Regions from separate parts of the Sus scrofa genome. Here region 1 is linked to region 2. The links are chromatin contacts, called in public Hi-C maps. All regions are on one chromosome and are shown on one strand. The core of a region is the stretch at or near the end of the contact, and the rest is flanking DNA. Distances in the headings are between cores, read along the strand shown. Region 1 holds the start of FES (tyrosine-protein kinase Fes/Fps). Region 2 has its middle 52 kb from the start of BLM.

Evidence for each region. Hi-C and Micro-C count contacts between places; a contact is called where the count stands out from the background.
Region 1: a Hi-C map of retroperitoneal adipose tissue shows a contact between it and region 2, with 2.3 times the contacts expected there. The contact joins the promoter of FES here to the enhancer-like site in region 2. A contact is called at or near these places in 9 of 47 Hi-C or Micro-C datasets (alveolar macrophages, blood, embryonic fibroblasts and 3 more) and 1 of 2 datasets of contacts at active chromatin or transcription factors (alveolar macrophages).

What each region holds. Positions count from the first base shown.
Region 1 is chr7:53,471,092-53,474,854 of Sscrofa11.1, forward strand. FES (tyrosine-protein kinase Fes/Fps) reads left to right here and starts at 1,856. Exons shown (of 19, transcript XM_001929355.4): 1 at 1,856-2,650; 2 at 3,165-3,386; 3 at 3,577-3,750. The coding sequence starts at 3,174. It overlaps FURIN (furin), which reads left to right. Exons shown (of 15, transcript XM_021098916.1): 15 at 1-1,700. The coding sequence ends at 161.
Region 2 is chr7:53,289,774-53,293,942 of Sscrofa11.1, forward strand. No RefSeq gene overlaps it. Among named protein-coding and RNA genes, the nearest start is that of BLM, 52 kb to the right of the region's middle. Within about 2 kb of position 1,583, at least 9 of the 83 cell types and tissues checked have an H3K27ac peak or open chromatin away from gene starts, as enhancers often do. A contact at or near this core is called in retroperitoneal adipose tissue, where this site is marked.

The sequences.
Region 1 (3,763 bases), core at 606-3,105, 180 kb after region 2:
TCAGCTTCCGGGGGGTGAAGGTGTACACCATGGACCGTGGCCTCATCTCCTACAAGGGGCTGCCCCCTGAAGCCTGGCAGGAGGAGTGTCCATCCGACTCCGAAGAGGACGAGGGCCGGGGCGAGAGGACCGCCTTTATCAAAGACCAGAGCGCCCTTTGACAGCGCCTGCCGCTCCCCGAGCCCGCCCCTCCTCGGGCACTTGTTACTTCACCAAAGTGTTTTTTTATCTCGAGACTGGGCTTGGATCCCAGCTGGGAGGCGAGAGGGGCGGAGAGGGCTTCCCAGCCTCCCCCTGGACCCCCTGGCTGCCTGAGGTGGGACTCCAGGACCAGCCAGGGTGTGGGGGGCAGGGGGAGGGGGCCTCTCCCCACCCCCAGAGCCCCTCCGAGTGGAGAACAGAGTGAAACCTTTAGGGCAGCTTTCCAGGGTCCGGGCCCCAGCCAGAGCTCCCTGCCAAGCGAAGGGGGTGGGGGGGTGGCCCTTCCCCGTCCCTCTAAAGCAATAATGGTTCCCATCCAGGCAGCAGGGAGGCTGGCCTAGTGGGTATTTGAAGGAGGAGGCCACCTCTCCAAGGGCTTTTGCATCCGCTACCCCGCCCCCCACCTCTGGTGAGCCTCGGGTGGAAGCAGTGAGCAAAGGAAGGGACCAAGGCCAGGCAGGCACCTCCGGGGCGCGCACGTGGGTCCACGCGCGTTTGTCCCTTTGCCCCCGTCTACTGCGCTGGCTGCCTGCCAAGCAAGGTTGGCCCAGCCCCACGCTGGTGCCCCTACCACCCTCCCCTCTCCAGCACCCTTCCCTCCCGCCAGGGCCCAAGTCCCTGTTTTCTGAGCCCGGGGCCACCTGGGCTGTTGGCACTCGCAGTCCCAGAGCCCCTGGGTGGGTGGTGGGGAGGGACGGTGGCCCAACCGGCCTGTCCCACCTCCCACCCGATGCTGCTTTCCCCTGTGGGGATCTCAGGGGCTGTTTGAGGTTATATTTTCACTTTGTGATTATTTCACTTTAGATGCTGACTTGTTTTTGTTTTTTTTGTTTTTTTTTTTTGGTATTTTTAACGGGGGTAGCAGCTGGACCATCCACTCTCCCACACCCACTGTCCACCCTGCTGTTCCCCCCCGCCGGCTGCGCGGGCCCTGAGGTGTGGGGGGCTACGGCCTGTTGCCGAGGAATAGCTGAGCCCCAAATCCTGAAGAGGAGGCCAGGCCAGACGGGCCCTAGGAAAGGAGGATTGGGGTGGGCGGGCAGGCTGTCCATCTCAGATGGGGCTGGTCGTGCCAAGGGCTCACGGGTCACTGGTTCTCCAAGTGCCAGGGGTGGGCAGGTGGTGGCACCAAGCCCCTTCCAACACTGTGCCCTGGTGGAGGAAGCGCTGACCTGTCCGGCCCCCCAGGTCCCCCTCTTCTGACGTGCCTTTTGCACCCCTCCCATTAGGACAATCAGTCCGCTCCCATTTGGGAGCCCCTTTTTCTCTCTCCCCCAGCACCCCCCCCACCCAGCCACCTGCCCAGGGGTGCCCCCTCCTCTTCCACCCCCACCCTTGTGGCCAGCCCAGCTGGTTTTGTAAGATACTGGGTTGGTGCACAGTGATTTTTTTTTTTTCTCTTGTAATTTAAACAGGCCCAGCATTGTTGGTTCTATTTAACGGACTCGAAATAATGTTAGGTTTTAAAGTGATTAAACTTGCAGACTATGCAAACCAGGCCTGGTCTCCAGTGTGGTGATAATTGTTCTTCTCTGGGCCCTGGGGCTGCCTCCAGGATGGGGTGGGGGTGGGGGTGGGGATCGGGGCAACCTACATGCCCTTGTGACCTTCCTGCCCACGGTCCATCGCCCAGAGGGCTTCAGGGCCTCCTTCGGGCAGGGTGTAGAAGGGGACTGCAGCCGGGCACAAGTCCTGGAGGTGGGACTGGCTGAGCATTTCCACCCGCACAGGCCTTGAGTCCAGCAGGGAGAGAAGTTGAGTCCCACTCCCTGGCCCAGACCCCTTGCCTGCCCCAGGTTTCCCTTGAAACAGGAAGCCCCAGCCCTGGCTAGGTGAGCGGTGCCTGTTCCACCAGGGGACCTGTGTGGGAGAAGCTGGCCTCCCCTCTAGACATTTACTTGGAGATTTTATTCAAATGGAGACTGGTGCCTGAGCTCGCCTTGGGGAATCCAGTGGGGAGGGGAGGGCCTGCACCAGGCTTCCCCCTTCCTCTTCTGGGGCTGCTGCTGGGGTGGCCCGCCTGCCCCCAGGCTCTGGACCCGCAGGCTCTCCCACCCAGTGCAAGCCTGCTGCTCCGCCCTGGGCAGGCGCCCATTACTGCACCCGCGGGCCGCTTCCCCCAGTTCCTGGGCGCTGTCCGGGACCTGGGGAGTGCCCGGCCAGGCTGCTCTCTTCTGGCCCATTCTTTCTCAGCCCCCTCCTCCCTTCCGTTTCCGCGAGCCTTGTGAGCCGTGTGGCTGGCTGAGCGGCCTGCACTGGGCAGCGGGGGGGCGGACAGGCGTCAGGGGCTCCTGCCCGCCCCTTCCCCTCCGCCGGCCCGCCCCGGGGCCTGGGCCAACTGAAACCGCAGGAGGAGGAAGCGCGGAATCAGGAACTGGCCGGAGTGGTGCGGGGGCCTGAGTCTGAGTTGGTCCTCGGCGGCCCTAGGAGCAGCTAGCTGCCCACGCGGGTAACTCCTGCCCCCAGGGGAGGGTGTCGGTGGGTGGGGGGGAGTGGGAAGCAGGCAGGAGCCCTGCCAGCGGCGGCGATCAGAGAGCAGACACAGTTGGGCAGGGGCCGGGGAAGGGTAGGGGCTTGGGCTGCGGCTGCCTGGGGCGCCAGAAGGGGCAGGCTTGGCCCGGCCGAGGGGCCGAGGGACCGAGGGCCCTGATCGTGCCGCGCCCCTGCAGCTGGGTGCTGGGTGGGAGGGCCCAGGGAGGCAAGATCCAGGAGGTTTCTGCCCCAGGACTGGAAAGAGGACCCCTGGCACTAGTCCTCGGCCTAGGATGCAGGAAGCAATGAGGGCTTTCCCAGGCCAGGCCAAAGTTTGTACCTATGGCTGCATTTCAGTGGGACAGACCCCCACCACCCGCCTGTCTGCAGCCCCTCTTAGTCAGGCAGCCCCTAGGGTCTCTGTCCCACACCTCTGTCTGTCTCCAGCTCCTGCCCTGCCCCCACTGGTGGCTTCTCCTCTCTGTCCCCAGGACCACACTATGGGCTTCTCTTCGGAGCTATGCAGCCCCCAGGGCCATGGGGCCCTGCAGCAGATGCAGGAGGCCGAGCTTCGGTTGCTGGAGGGCATGAGAAAGTGGATGGCCCAGCGAGTCAAGAGCGACAGGGAGTATGCCGGGCTGTTGCACCACATGTCACTACAGGACAGTGGTGCCCAGAGCCGGAGCACTGGTTTCCACAGCCCCATCAGTCAGGTGGGACTCCACAATGCCCTGGGCCCCTCACCCCCTTCCTGCCCTCACCAACCAAGGAATTCCTATGGGTGCCGATGTATCTGCCAGTCCCTTCCTTTCCGGGCGCCCACAGGGGAGGGCTGGAGATTTGGCAGGCCCAGGCTTGGGACCATTGTCCCTGACTCCCTGCCTCACCCGTCCTGTGCTATAGTCCTGGGCAGATATCACCAGCCAGACAGAGGGCCTGAGCCGACTGCTGAGGCAGCACGCTGAAGATTTGAACTCGGGGCCCCTGAGCAAGCTGAGCCTGCTGATCCGGGAGCGGCAGCAGCTGCGCAAGACCTACAGCGAGCAGTGGCAGCACCTGCAGCAGGAGCTCACCAAGGTGGGTGGGTGGC
Region 2 (4,169 bases), core at 333-2,832:
TCGGAGCTATAGCTCCCATTCTACACCACTGGCAGCTGGCAGCCACAGCCACGCCAGATCCGAGCCACATCTGCAACCCACACCACAGCTTTCGGTAATGCCCAGATCCTTAACCCACTGGGCAAGGCCAGGGATCCGACCCTAGTCCTCGTGGATACTAGTCGGGCTCATTACCGCTGAGCCACGACAGGAACTTCCCCCACCCTTCCTCCCTGACTCTGTCTCCCGGTTTTACAGACTACCACCCCTAACAGATCTCCAGCCTCTGCACACTCTCCGTGAGCCAGGTTTCTAGTGCCACTCGCCCAATGATCCTCTCCACGCAGATGTCCTGCCACCATCTCAAACACAGTGGACTGTAATTAGAAAACGTTGTCTCGCTTTTGTTGAAAGAAACATGGAAATATAATACAACATTGTCATTTTTCTCGTCCTTGATTAACAAGGGGTCGACTAAGACAAAGAATCTTAACAGAGCATGAGCATTCGACCAAGACTACAGAAACATGGTGCCGCTGGTGAGTCCTGGAAAACCTTTATTATTATATTTTTTAATCTTTTTTTTTTTTTTTGTCTTTTTAGGGCCGCACCCATGGCACACGGAGGTTCCCAGGCTAGGGGTCGAATCGGAGCTGTAGCTGCCGGCCTACGCCACAGCCACAGCAACGCAGGATCTGAGCCAAGTCTGCGACTTACACCACAGCTCACGGCAACACCAGATCCTTAACCCACTGAGCGTGGTCAGGGATCAAACCGAAACCTCATGGTTCCTAGTCGGATTCACTAACCACTGAGCCATGACAGGAACTCCCCTTTCTTTATGAGGATAAGGAAACTCAAATTAACAAAGAGCTTTGATTAGCTGATTAATCAAGTTGGAGTGAGCTCCCATAAAGCTAAATTTAACCATGCCCTGCTCTGTATCCCAAACTGCAGACCTCCTCTTTTATGATTTCTTGCAACTCAGTGTAATTTGATTGTTGACTGGGCGATGGGTATGAATACACTATTCTTCTGTGTATGTTTAAAATTTTGCATAATAAAAACCTAAAAGAAGGGAGTTCCCTGGTGGCTCAGTGGGTTAGGGACCCAGCTTTGTCACTGCTGTGGCTCTGGGAACTTCTGCACACTTGGGGCATGGCCAAAAACAAACAACCTAGAAAATAAATAGCATCTCTCCCTTAAAAAATAGCATCTCTCCTGTCGTGGCTCAGCAGTAGCAAACCCGACTGGCGTCCCATGAGGATGCGGGTGGTTCGATCCCTGGCCTCACTGTGTGTTGGGGATTCTGTGTTGCTGTGGCTGTTGTGTAGACCTGCAGCTCCAATTAGACCCCTAGCCTGGGAACTTCCATATGCTGCAAATGTGGCCCTAAAAAGCAAAACAAATAAACAAAAAAAAAGCTAGTCTGCCTTAATTTGTGGTTAGTGCTTATCTGAATGTAATCCTTAACCTCCTGGCTTGAGAGAATTGCCTGGATTGAACGTGATTTTTGCAGGAAATTGTAATATGAAACATAACTGTGCACTGAAGTTGCGAATGACATCATCAATGAATTATTTTTTCCTGTGCTCCTTTTCTTTGTTCTTCTAACCATATGTGTATATAAATGTGTGTGTGTGTGTGCATGCTCGGAGAATTTCTGTGCAGAGAGGAAGTGGTTCAATCTGCTTGTCTCAGAGCAGCTGTTGGCTTTTAGAATAAAGAAGTGACTGCCTCGTTTCTGATTCAGATGCAACATGAGATTTGCTTTTATCCACGACTAAATTTAAACGCTTGTCTTCTCCCCCTGCAAAACTAAATCCTCTTCCCCATAACCCTGCCGAAAAAACTTGGCTTCACAATAGTGTTTAGGTTAAAGCTGCAAGGGGAGTTTAAGTGTTGAGTGCAAGAAACGTCAAGGAGAGAGCGCAAACTGGCGTGGGAACCTGCTGCAGCTCAGAAAACTGCGTAAGACAAAGACTGCACAGCCTCTATGGGCACCTAGGTTAGAGCGGCTGTGCCCCAAAGCCCAGCTGGTTCAGGGCATCGCAGTGATGCATCTAAGGACTCAGCCCTCCCATTTCTTCAACCATAACTTTTATTCCTTCCTCCACCTTCCCGACCTCTGTCTTCGTTTCAGAAGAAAAAGACAATCTCTCTTGACCAACATCTGAATCGTTCAATATTATCAGTTTGCACATTTCACCCACTTTGTGTAAATTTTTATTTTGATGTAATTTCAAACATACAGAAAACCTGTAAAAAACAGTGTAAGGAACCACAGTATAGGCTTTACCCTGGTCCCACTTTTATTTTCCTTCCCTTTCTCTTTCTTGCTAAGTCTTGCCAGAGTTTATCAATTTTATTAATGTTTTCAAAGAACCAACTTTTGGCTTTCTCTGTTTTTTGTTGGTTTTCTCTTTCACTGGTTTTTGCTCCTGTTTTACTAATTCGCTTTCTTTCTGTTACTTTAGATTTAAAAGAAGTTTATATTAAAGTGTAGTTGATTTACAACGTTGTGTACCTGTTACTTTGGATTTAAATTTCTTCTTTTTCTAGCTACTTGAGGTCGAAAGTTAATTATTGATCAAAACTTTTCTTCTTCTACAATATATGCATTTAAAGATACAAATTTCCCTCTAGACATAGCTTTACCCACACCCCACATATTTTGCTATGTTGTGTTATCATTATCTTTCAGTTCAAGATATTTTAAAATTTCCCTTGTGGTTTTCTTTGACTCATAAAATGTTTAGTAGTGTGTTGTTTAATTTCCAAATACTTGGGGCTTTTCTAGATTTCTTTTACAACCTTGCCAGGACCAAGATATCATATACTCAGCCTCCAGACTGTGAAAAAAATAAATTTCTGTTGTTTAAGCCACTCAGTTGAGGGTATATTGCTATGGCAGCCCTAGAAAATAAATGATGCATATTTAGCATTTTAGATCTTCTTGATGGATTGACCCTTTAATCAATATGAAATTTTTCTCTTTATATCTGGTGGTATGCCACATCTTGAAGCCTACTTTTTCTGATGTTAACATGAACCTACCAGCTTTCTTGTGTGTTATTATTTTTTTGTATTGTATTATCTATATCTGTATTATGTATTTTTCCATCTTTTTGCTTTATCTGTGTCTAAATATTCAAAGTGTGTTTCTTAAGACAGAATAGATTTGGGTCATTTTTATCCAATTTACTAATCTTTGCCATAATTATTGATATGGTTTGATTTAAATCTGTCATCTTTCTGTTTGTTTTATATGTGTCCCACCCATTTTTTTGTCTTTCTGTTCCTTCTTTTGTGCCTTAAGTTAATCAAATATTTTTAGTAGTTCATTTTATTTCCTCTCTTTGTTTCTTAGCTTCACTTTTCTATATAATATTATCAGTTTAGCTCTAGGGGATTACACTATGTGCGTGTGTGCGCGTGCATGTGTGTGTGTGTGTTTGTATTTTTAGGGCCATACCCACAGCAGATGGAATTTCCCAGGCTAGGGGTCAAATCTGAGCTGCTACAACGGCTACAGCAATGCCAGATCCAAGCCACATCTGCGACCTAAACCATAGCTCACGGCAATGCCAGATCCTTAACCCACTGAGCGAGGCTGGGAATCAAACCAGTGTCCTCATGGATAGTAGTTGAGTTGGTTACTGCTGAGCCACGATGGTCACTCCAACAATACATATTCCTTTTTTTTTTTTTTTTTTTTTTTTGTCTTTTTGCCTTTTCTAGGGCTGTGCCTGCAGCATATGGAGGTTCCCAGGCTAGGGGTCTAATCAGAGCTCTAGCCGCCATCCTACACCAGAGCCACAGCAACGGAGGATCCGAGCCATGTCTGCAACCTACACCACAGCTCACGGCAACGCTGGATCCTTAACCCATTGAGCGAGGCCAGGGATCGAACCCAAGTCCTCATGGATACTAGTCGGGTTTGTTAACCACTGAGTCATGACAGGAACTCCTACATATTCTTAATTCATCATGTTACACTTAGAATTTGTTTATACCAATTCCCATAAAATATATTACCTAAATAGAGAATAATTCAGTTACCCTCCCTATCCTTGTACCTAACTATAGTAATATATTTTACTTTTACCAGTTTTAAACCATATGATAAAGTAGTATTATTATTACTTTAAACCTTGTGTTGGAGTTCCCGTCGTGGCACAGGGGAAATG